Regions from separate parts of the Oryctolagus cuniculus genome. Here region 1 is linked to region 2. A link is a contact called in public Micro-C data. All regions are on one chromosome and are shown on one strand. Each heading gives the region's core, a stretch centred on a gene start, on an enhancer-like site or on the middle of the called end of the contact. The rest is flanking DNA. Distances are from core to core; before and after follow the strand shown.

Region 1 (5,835 bases), core at 99-2,598, 280 kb before region 2:
ACCCTAGGAGGGGAGGCAAATGCAGCTCAAGTACTTGGGTCCCTGCCATGCGTGTAAGGGACGTGGATTCTGTTCCCAGCTCCTGGTTTGGCCTGGCCCAGTCCTGGGTGCTCTGAACATCTGGGGAATGAACAGGTGGAAGGAGGATTCTCTCTCTCTCCCTCTCTTTCAAATAAATAAAACTGAACTGAAAGGTTGTTAACAGGACAGTTCCCGGACACCAAGTACCTCATCGGACCAAGCACGCCCTCAGCCTTCCAGAACGGCACCTGCTAGAGCACACTCCCTGGCTCTCTAACCAATTATCACACTCGACCCACCGACATGCACAATCACGGGTCTCAATTACAAAGGACAAGGGAACAATTTTAAAGCTCAGCCACAGCATCCCAAACTCCCCCCAGAACTCCCTGTCAAACCGATCCAACGCAGTTTTGCGGACAAAATCCACTGTCACTCGCTGACGCGAAGCTGTCCCTCCCTCCGTGGGGCCTGGAACGCTCAGGGCCCCTCCCACCCTCGGCGGGGACGCCCGCATCATGACCTTGTATCACGGCTGACCACGCACGTCCCCGAGACCGTGAGGCTGGCTCCTCTCGGCAAACCTTCCCTCCCCGAACAGCTCGGCAGTGTGAGCGCCCGTCCACGACAACGGTCAACCAAGGCTTCTCACGGCCTCGTTCCCTCGCCCCGTCTCGGGGTGGGGGGCGGGAGGAACGCAGAAAGATGCTGGTCGTGCACCTGACGGTTCAGAAGCAGCTGCATCGTCCCAAACCCACTCAGAGGAGAGCAGCGAGAGCGAAAAGGCCACTTCTGGGGCAAAACCCTGGGGAGTACGCAGCGAGGGCCTCAGCAGCCGGCGAGGGAGGCAGACACTGATGGGCGCCATGACAACGCTCGGGTCGCCAGGGAAGGGATCTGGCTCCCTCCCGGCCAGGTACACCTCCCTCCTGCCGCCCCCCGCCAGTTCCCGCACTCACTCTTGTCCAGAGGCCGCGTGAGCTCGGCCCCGACATCGCCATCGGCGCTGGGGCCCTGAGGTTTCACAGTCAGGGGCACGAACAAGGACGTGTTCGGGATTTTGGAGCCACCGGATGCATTAGAGGAAGCGGCGGCAGCGGCAGGAACGCACCCCAGAGCCCCGGGAAAGGGCCCGCCGTGGGCGCGAAGGGCAGAGCAGGCGGCTGCCCGCTGCCCAGCCGGGCGCCCCGCCGGGAGCCGAGCCCACAAGAGGGCACACCGGGAGAAGGACATGGAGACCGCAGGCTCTAAAGGAGCCCGGAGCAGCCCCGAGGCACGGCGGCGGACAGTGACGCAAACCACCGGCGCCTGCAGGCACGAAAGACCCAGGCCGAGCAGGGAGAGCTGCCCAGGTAAACGCCTGATCAATCAGGGGAAGGTAGCGCTGTAAAACTGCTCTAGCCGTGACGGAGCAACCGATCAGGCAAACTCAAGAGAGAAATCCTCGTTCTGATTTCTCTATCTGCTTTCATCTGTGGTTGGATCAGCTTTCTGGCAAAGGTAGTCAGGGAAAGTAATCAGGCATCTTTGGGGATGTCACAGCTGAGAGCGGGGGCGGGGCGGGGCCCTGCCTGCTGTGTCACGTGACGCAAACTGGCCCGTCCCAAGAGCACGTGGCCAGCAGCACGTGGCCGCGGGGTTATCAGTGCAGGCTGTGCACTGGCCGCAGTAGCTGCGGGTACCGAGGTAGGGAGCTGCGGGAGTGGAACGCCGGAGCGCGTTCCTGCAGTTCCTTACCGAGTACCTTGGTCTGCATCTGGGAGGGGTTGCTGAGGAATTCTGTTGTACTACATTAAGCCGTCTTTGGCATAATGCGCATGTACACTGCTTCCACGCGCGCGGTTTGTGTACAGCATCCCAGCAGCTATGAGGCAACAACGTGGCGAAAACGTGCACTTGGCCAAGGTTTAGGTTCAGTTACATTGACTGGCTACTGTGTCCTTGTACGAAGCTGCAACATCCTAATTTCTAAACAGGGTTGCAGCGCGTGCGTGTTAATGTGTGTCAAGCAGGATCCCAGGAACAGACTGTTACATGCCTTTAACCTACAAAGCACCTTTTGAACGCCAGCATTGCAAGGAAAACCGTCCTTAACTGTTTTTGACCTAGTGTTGGTGATAGCAAAAATACACGTTGAGTAACGCAAATATTACTCTAATGGGCTAATTAAAGAAAGGAGCAATTTCAGAACTGTAAGATTTCTGACAGGCAGAGGCTTCGCTGTGGAAAAGATAGACTTAAAAACCTCAAACATAGTTAAGGCAGGACTTGTTTGTGGCTTACAGAGAGCCGTTAAGTCGTTGAGAAAACCTGGGACAGGCTGGAAGAAACAAAAACACGTAAGAAAACAAGGGGTAGTTGTAGCTGCGGTGGCGGGTTAGTGTGTCTGAAGACGGCAGCGACTCAGTGAAATGGAGAGACCTAGTAAAGGAGTCTGCACAGTTTAGTGAGTGACCAAATACGATAGAAAATGTGCCCCTCATCTCCCTCCCGCATTACATACATGCATGCATACATATATACATGCATATGCACACATACATACAAGCTTTGCGATGCCGGCATCCCCCATGAGAGTTCCCGAGTTTGAGTTCTGGCTGTCACCAATTCCAGGTTCCTGCTAATGGCACCTTGGGAGACAGCAGATGGTGGTTCAAGTCTTTGGCCCCCTGCCACCTTGAAGTCAGGAGCCTGGAGTCTCATCCCAGTCTCCCAAGGGGGTGGCAGGGACCCAGGCACTTGGGCCATCCTTTGCTGCTTTCCCAGGCGCATTAGCATCCACTTTGATCAAGACACAAATTGTTGGCTTCTGTTTTGTCTTCCAGTTGGCTTGGGACAGAGGAGTGAGTTTCAGGATCACTGGGACTGCCGCCAGGGGGCGCCCGGCCACTGTGCAGAGAGCACACGGAGCTCCTGCGCTGCGAACCCCGGCCACCAGGGGGCGTACACCCTGTCTGGGCTGAAGGGCAGTTCTGTGCGCGGTGGTCTCCCCTGGGGGGACCGGGAGTAACACTGGGGAGGCGCCGCAGCCTGGCGACAGCTGGAGTCTGAGGCCACGGCGGGGCAGGGAGCTTCCTTCTCAGGACCAGTTCAGGGAGACGCCAGTGTTGCTGCTGTCCGCGTGTCCTCTGTAGGGGTCCCAGCCCACCTCAGCGGGGGTCGCCCGCCTGGGCCGCGCCGGCTGCGGGAAAGTCAGTGCCTCGGGAAGCCAGGAACTTGGGGCTAAAGGAAGCCGCGGAGCTGAGGCCGGGCAGAGACTCCACCTGGCCGGCTGAGCGGGCCGCGAGTGCTCCGGGAGAGGCTTGTGGGCGTTTCGGAAGGCTGAGTGACGGGGGGGGGGGGGGGGGGGGGGGCGGGCAGACACAGAGATGGTTGTCCATCTGCTGGTTCGCTCCCCAGAGGCCCACCGGCCGGGTCCAGCGGGAACCCCGGAGCTCGGTCCCCGGCCCTGGAGCCGGCACCTGCTGTCTCGCGGGCTGGAGCCAGGATTTGACCCCAGGCGCTGCGGTAAAGGCTGCCACCCAGAACCCCGAGGTTGGGTTTGCAGACGCCGTGAGACTTTCAGTTACATCCCTCCCAGCTAGCCTTTGGTTCCTGTCGTGCCAATGGCAAAGGCACATTTTTGCTGTCCGGGAAGTCGGTTTGATTGCCAGCGTGTTTTTAATGGGGCGGATCATACTGTGAGTCTGCAAGCAGAGACGGGTGAAACACGAAACTCTAGTGAGCTTTCGTGTAAGCCACAATGTGGATTGAGTTCCCCCTGGGCCCTGGGCTTGTGTAAAACACACTCGGGTAGAGCCGAGGGAACGCTGAGGTCCGGGGAGAGCTTTGCGGTGCGTTGTCTCTGCTGATCCGTCTGTGCAGCCTTGTTATTTCAGTGTTGCATGTAAGTAAGCACTCAGACGTCTGCCCAAAGCACCAGGGTTTACCAGTTGTTGCTTCCTGTTGGTTTTAGATTTGCACAGCAACTGTGAAGACGGAACCCTCTCTGTCCAGTCATGTTCAGATAACCTTTTTTTTTTTTTTTTGACAGGCAGAGTGGACAGTGAGAGACAGAGAGAAAGGTCTTCCTTTGCCGTTGGTTCACCCTCCAATGGCCGCTGTGGCCGGTGCGCTGCGGCCAGCACACTGCGCTGATCCGATGGCAGGAGCCAGGTGCTTCTCCTGGTCTCCCATGGGATGCAGGGCCCAAGGACTTGGGCCACCCTCCACTGCACTCCCTGGCCACAGCAGAGAGCTGGCCTGGAAGAGGGACAACTGGGACAGAATCTGGCCCCCCGACCGGGACTAGAACCCAGTGTGCCGGCGCCGCTAGGTGGAGGATTAGCCTATTGAGCCACGGCGCCGGCCCAGATAACCTCTTTTTATAATCGGCTTTCTTAACAGAATTTTCTTTACTTTCCTGAATTTATAGAAAGTGAACAATGTCCTGTGTTTCGTGTGTACAGCTTCCCACCCTCCCTCCTTGTCCACCATTCTCCCTCCTCATTTTCTTCTTGCCTTTTTTTTTTTAATTTATTTTATTTATTTGGAAGAGCATTGAGAGAGGCAGAGAGAGAGAGGGGTTTTCCATTCATTGGTGTACTCCCAAAATGGCCGCAATGGCCAGAGCTGAGCTGATCCAAAGCCAGGAGCCAGGAGCTTCTTCAGGATCTCCTATGTGGGTGCAGGGGCCCAAGGACTTGGGCCACCCAGGCGCATTAGGGAGCTGGATCAGAAGTGGGGCAGCCAGGACTCAAGCCAGCACCCGTATGGGATGCTGGTGCTGCAAGCCAGGCCTTTAGCCCACTGCATCACAGCGCTGGCCTCTCTTGTGTTTCTTAGGGTTTCTACAGTGACATTCAGTTTCCTTCATGGTCACAAGCTTATCCCTCCACTAAATAAAGAAGTCAAGGCCAGCACCGTGGCTCACTAGGCTAATCCTCCGCCTGCGGCGCCGGCACACCGGGTTCTAGTCCCGATCGGGGCGCCGGATTCTGTCCCGGTTGCTCCGGATCGGCGCAGCACGCTGGCCATAGCAGCCATTTGGAGGGTGAACCAACGGAAGGAAGACTTTTCTCTCTGTCTCTTTCTCTCACTAACTCTGCCTGTCAAAAAAAAAAAAAAATCAACAAGTAGTGGGTAGAAACAAATAACCTCTTCATAGCAGCGCCTTTAGGTCGTGAGAATTTGGAAGTGTTTTCCGAGTCCTGTGAGCCACCAGAGCCGTGATGGAGCCCGAGTGGGGGTGGTGTGAGCCCCCGTCTGTGTTAACTGGGGACCCCCTGCTTGCATGTGGCGTCTGCGGCGGGAGGGGCAGCCCGGTGCTGCGGTGCCTTTATCCTGACTCCCTGTTGGTGTCCAGGGACCTGGAGGACTGGTGGGTGTGGGAGGTTTCCCCCAGCGTTTGGGTTGCAAGTAAAGTGTGTAGGGAAATAACTTTTTGCTGTTTTTACAGACCTTGCTGAGTACACCGGTGGACGGCTCACCCCAGGCCAGTTACAGCCTCTGCTGTTGACAGACAGCCCTGCTACTGTAAGTTTGAACAAACTGACCAGGTGATTTTTACACAGCAGTATAAGTACAGGAATGTAGGGGTGTGACTGTTGGGCTGTGAGTGACACCTGTTTCACACTGGCAAAACTGCCAGGACGTCTTTCCCAAGTGGCCGTGCCGTGCTGCCTCCTGCTGGCGGCGAGCGAGGCCGCCTGTGCTTCCTCTTCTGGCAGCAGTGGCCGTTCCATTCCTGTTGTGGAGTGTGGCGACCCCAGTGTGCGCAGTGCCGGCTCCTCGGGGTGGACTGCCCAGTCTCCCAATGGTATACGCTATGGGCCA
Region 2 (5,224 bases), core at 304-2,803:
GTGAACCAGCAGATGGAAGACCTCTCTCATTCTCTCTGCCTCTGCCTCTCCATAACTTTGCCTTTCAAATAAATAAATAATTTTTTTAAATGGTAAATGTTAAGTTTTGTGTATCCTACAATAAAAGAAACCAGTTGGTAAGTTTACCCTAGTGATATGGCTGGTCAGGTAGGTTCTACTCTCTACCACTTCACAGACTACATCTTATTCTTTTGCCAAATGTCACAGTTCAAATACCGCTACCTTCTCCCACTGCTTTCTTTCTGCAGGTCTGATGTCTCCTGTCAAAATTTTACCTATGCATTTTTCTGCACCTGTACTCCCCTAATTGTTTCGGGACTTGAAGTCTCTACAGGCTCCTTGAGGTGAGGATCATTTCTTACACTTAATTAAAGACCTTCATACTCAACAAAGAGGCTGGTGCAAGTTAGACACAAATAATAAATACCCACGGATTGAATGAGAACACCAATAGTAAGCGCTATTAATAATGCAATCCACACGATCTCCCTCACAGGCAAATCCTGGCAACCCCGGCTTTGATACCATTCCTTAAGCCTCTATAGTTATCAAGGTTTATAAACCTAGGCTCGCTGTCCCCAGGATGCTTGCACACAGGACAGGGTGACTGAGAAACAATACATTTCCAAGGGAATCGTTTTTCTTAATCGTCTTCTAAGGTAGCCAACGAGAACCAAACAGGCCTCTCTGCTTAAGAAAGAAGAGCAAAGAAACGGATATCCCGGTGATGGGAGCTTGAGCCTGCCCATCTCGCACACGCTTCGGGCGCCAACAGGAAGGGCTGAAGGAAGGGCTGAAGGAAGGGCCAGCGGAGGCCGAGTCAAAGCCCAGGGCCGCCCTTCTGCAGGGCGGGAGTGTGGCGGTGGGAATGGTCCCGCAGCGACCGCAGAGGGCCGAGGGCCAAGCTCCCGCTCGGATGTGACAGGCCATCATCAGGGACAGCTCCCCTCCCCGCCCAAGCCGGCGCAGCCCCGAAGGAGGCGCGGCCCATCCTCAGCGCACCTTTCGCCTCTCCTTCCTCAGGCTGTCGGGCTCCTCCAAAGGTGCTTCCAGCTCCATAATGTCCCCCCACAGGAGTTTCCCAGGCATTACTGGCCGCCGCCTCCGCCTGCCTCAGGGCGCGGTGGCCACAACCACCTACGGGCAGCGCCAGCGAAAAAGGAAACGGGGGCAGGACAGCCGCCCGGCCAGGGCCGTGCGTCACTTCCGGGACACGCACCGCTCGGCGGGGAAAATAATCCCGGATCCTTTCGGCGCACACTTTTTCCTTGCGCCGCTACCTCCCAACCAATGAGAATGAAAGTTCTCGAGTGTCCCGCCCTCGTTCCAAAGTGATTGGCGTGCAGAGTAAAACTCTGGCCAATCATCATGAAGGACGCACGCGCTGATTAGCATAAGTGATTTCTCTGTATCTCTTCCCCACTGCAGAGTTCTGCTCGGGAATCTTCGACACTCACTTCTGAGGCTGGGGAACCCCTCGATGGCGGTGGAGAGGGTCGGCCCGCGCGGCGACCCGGCTCGCGGGCCGGCCGGAGCCGAGGTGGGTGGGGGCGCCACGCGCAGCCTCGCTATTTGCGGCCGGAAGCTGCGGCCCTGGGCCCCGCCCGTTGCGGGCGGGGTGCGAGGAGGCGTTAACGTCCAACGGCTTCGCGCCAGTCTAGCAGCGCCTCGCAGTGGGGAAGGGGTTTCTTGGGGTCCCGAGTGGGCTGGAGGTGAAGGCTGGGGCTGACTGGATAGACGTCCACCCCGAATTCTTAGGTTTTGATCATTTAGCTGGTCGTCGGCTGGTTTTAGTCCTCACGCTCCGCGTTTGACTTGAGGAAGCCGAACCCACCCAAGAAAGGAATTTACTTCCCTGGGTCACAAAATCTTTGAGTGGTACAGTCAGGACTAGCGAATGTTTTGCTTGGATCTGAGATGAGCGAGTGTGCTTTTCTGCCACACCTACCTGAAAGCCTCGAGTCTGACAAGGGTTTGGGGGGAGATGCTCCCATGAAACAATGAGCAGGAAAAACCCGAAGACACCTAACAGTTTCGGCCAGAGAGAAAACCTAAATGCGTTCAACAGATAACGTGTTTGCGACGAATAAAAAGGGGTTCAGTTTTACGGATGGGGATTAACTGCCCCTAAATCGCAGCCTTACACAAAACGGAAGCCTTTGGCGTTACAAAGGGTAACTTCCTTAGCCTGTCCCTTTTCCTACGCCAGTGCTAGCTAATTGGCTTTATTTTCTGCGCCTTTTCTCAATGATCTCTTCAACCCAGGAACTCAACGCCTAAGAGAAGGACCCAAATTGAGATGAAGGCGCAGGGGCACTCAGCGAGCCGCTTGACAGTGTCTGGGGCACATACTCCTAACATGAGCATCTCATTTGTCTTAGCAAAATTACCCACTGCGACGTGTGCTGATTTGGGGTGTTCACCCAAGTAACTGGGACCAAATATGTTAAATTTCTGATTCCGCCAGGTCTTCTGCATGATTTAGGGATTGACTTGAGGTGAAAAAAAATAAAGTCTAAAAGTAACTATGGATTCAGTACTAAACACAAGGAGTGTTCAGCTACTGATTATGGAAGAATGCATCTCCCTAGGTTATGAGAATAGGTACGCATCTCTGGATCTGTGTTTTCCACAATCCTAATTTAGTCCCACTCTTCGCTCCCACTCCCCATTCTACCGTGTTAAATCAGTCTCTAGCCCTACAAAGGGTGTGATGATGAGCACAGAAACGGTAGACATGGATAGCAAATCACTATGTAAAACTGGGATAAAAGGAACAGATGTTAATATCTTGTGGTCAAAGGTCAGAAAGTTTCAGCTCCTCAGAAATCAAAAATATTTTCGGTATTCACTTACGTATCAGAGGTCCCAACAGCACATCTGAGAAGGGAAAGGCCAACACTGTTTGAATTCAGGTGACTAATAAGTGTACTAGTTTTTGGCGCCGGCACCCTGGGTTCTAGTCCCGGTCGGGGTGCCGGATTCTGTCCTGGTTGCCCCTCTTCCAGGCTAGCTCTCTGCTGTGGCCAGGGAGTGCAGTGGAGGATGGCCCAAGTGCTTGGGCCCTGCACCCCATGGGAGACCAGGAGAAGCACCTGGCTCCCAGCTTCGGATCAGTGCGGTGCGCCAGCCGTGGTGGCCATTGGAGGGTGAACCAACGCAAAGGAAGACCTTTCTCTCTGTCTCTCTCACTGTCCACTCTGCCTGTCCAAAATAATAAATAAATAAATAAGTGTACTAGTTTTAAAGGATGATAATCTGAGACTTAAACACTGCAGTCTCTTGCCCCAAACTCTATGCCCGAAACTCACAGAACCCGATCCCTGACTGCTGTGGAGAGGACAAGAATAAACTGACACATGACTGACTCAACCAAAACTGACTTTGCTGGAAAAAAAAGTGCACCCCACATTACTGTTTTTTCAGTGTACCTCATCTTACCTCAGCCAACTAGAAAAGTTAGTAAATGCGGAAGCTTTCATACTTGTTCCCTCTATAAGTCTCCAGAGATTCATGGCTAATGATATTTGGGGACAGGAGGAAGGTACACTATGCATGGTAATTAAAAATCTTATTAGAACATCTTTCCAGATATCTTACCAGAGTCACTGATAGAATTCTCTCAAAAATTTTAAGGATTGAGTGCTTTAGCTACTACTCTATTTGAAGGTCCTACAAATATTTCCCTTGCCTTTGGCCTCAGCTTATTAAACTCTCTGACCTTTAAGATACAAAAACAAGACAATTATTCTTAAACTTGGCCTGCTGGTTATTTTCAAAACTCTGGTGGGGTGGGGAAGTGAGCATTTGGCACATTGGTTGATTCCCACATTGAGTACCTGGATTGTAGTCCCAGCTTTGCTCTTGGTTCCAGCTCCCTGCAAATGCACACATGGGTAGGCAACAGGTGAGGGTTCAAGTGGTTGAGTCCCTGCCACCCACGTGGAAGACCAGGATTAAATTCCAGGCTCCTGGCTTCAGCCTGGCCCAGCCTGGCTCTTGTGGGCATTTGGGAAATGAACCATCAGATGGGAGATTGCTGTCTCCCCTATTCAAATAAATAAATAAATGAAGATAAAATGAGAAGGCAAGATTTTATTTTTACTTCATAGTAAGTTGAAGGTAAAATTAAATTTTTTAAAATTTGTCTTAAAAATAGAAAGGGGTGGGCATTCAGTTTAGTAAAGACACTTGCACCGCATGTCAGAGGACCTGGATTTGAAGGGCCCAGCTCCCATGGCTTCCTGCTAACGCAGACCCTGGAATACAGCAGTGATAGCTCAAATGATTGGGTTCCTGTCACCCATGTAAGGGACCGTGGATTTAGTTCCCAACTCCCAGAATCCATTAAGGACTTTTGGGGAGTAAACCAGCTTATCTATATCTCTAGACCTCTTAAAGTAAAAGTGGGGCCAGCACTGTGGCACAGTGGGTTAAGCTGCAGCCTGCAACGCCAGCATCTCATATGGGTGCCAGTTCAAGACCAGCTACTCCACTTCCCAAACAGCTCCGTATCAATGTGCCTAGTAAGGCAGTGGAGGATGGCCCATGTTCTTGGGCCTGTACCCACTTGGGAGACCTGGATGAAGCTCCTGGCTCCTGGCCTTTCCCCAGCCATTGTGGCTACTTGGGAGTGAACCAGCGGCTGGAAGACCTCTCTCTCCGTCTCTCCTTCTCTTTCTCTGTAACTGCCCTGCAAATCTCTTTAAGTGGAAGATAAAAAGAGCCATCAACTATAACATTTTGCCATCTGCATCTCTTAAGTGATGAGGAAATAAACCATCATTTTTAAATGCTGACATGGAAATAGTTTAAGGGACAGTTATAAATTGATCAAAAGAGACATGGGGTGGTCAGAGAACGAGTTTTGAAAGTAAAATAGAAGCAGATAGTAGAATGGGAAGGCAGGAGCTATTTCTCCCATTGCTAGCCAAGTGGCCTTAGTCAACTCAAATTCTAAATCTATTAGCCAAGTTAGGACAATAATACTGACAGCACTACAGAAATGAGGTACAGGAGCCCACATCTTGTCCTAGTGGGTTAAGTCACTGCCTCCAACACCAGTATCCCATATTGACACCGATTCAAGTCCCAGCTGCTCCACTATTGATCCAGCTCCCTGCTTATGGCTTGGGAAAAGTACTGAAAGATGGCCCAAGTGTTTGGGCCCCTGCTACCCTCGTGGAAGTCCCAGATGAAGCTC

The links. A called contact is a pair of places that touch in the nucleus more often than the background predicts.
Region 1: a contact with region 2 is called in a Micro-C map of ear pinna, with 6 times the contacts expected there. The contact joins the promoter of SUPV3L1 here to the promoter of DDX50 in region 2. A contact is called at or near these places in 3 of 6 Hi-C or Micro-C datasets (ear pinna, psoas muscle and an unstated tissue).

The regions. Positions count from the first base shown.
Region 1 is chr15:60,975,964-60,981,798 of mOryCun1.1, reverse strand. SUPV3L1 (Suv3 like RNA helicase) reads right to left here and starts at 1,348. Exons shown (of 15, transcript XM_002718445.5): 1 at 981-1,348. The coding sequence starts at 1,254. LOC127484130 (a long non-coding RNA gene) reads left to right here and starts at 1,635. Exons shown (of 3, transcript XR_007910892.2): 1 at 1,635-1,707; 2 at 5,459-5,535.
Region 2 is chr15:60,695,214-60,700,437 of mOryCun1.1, reverse strand. DDX50 (DExD-box helicase 50) reads right to left here and starts at 1,553. Exons shown (of 16, transcript XM_070057770.1): 1 at 1,479-1,553.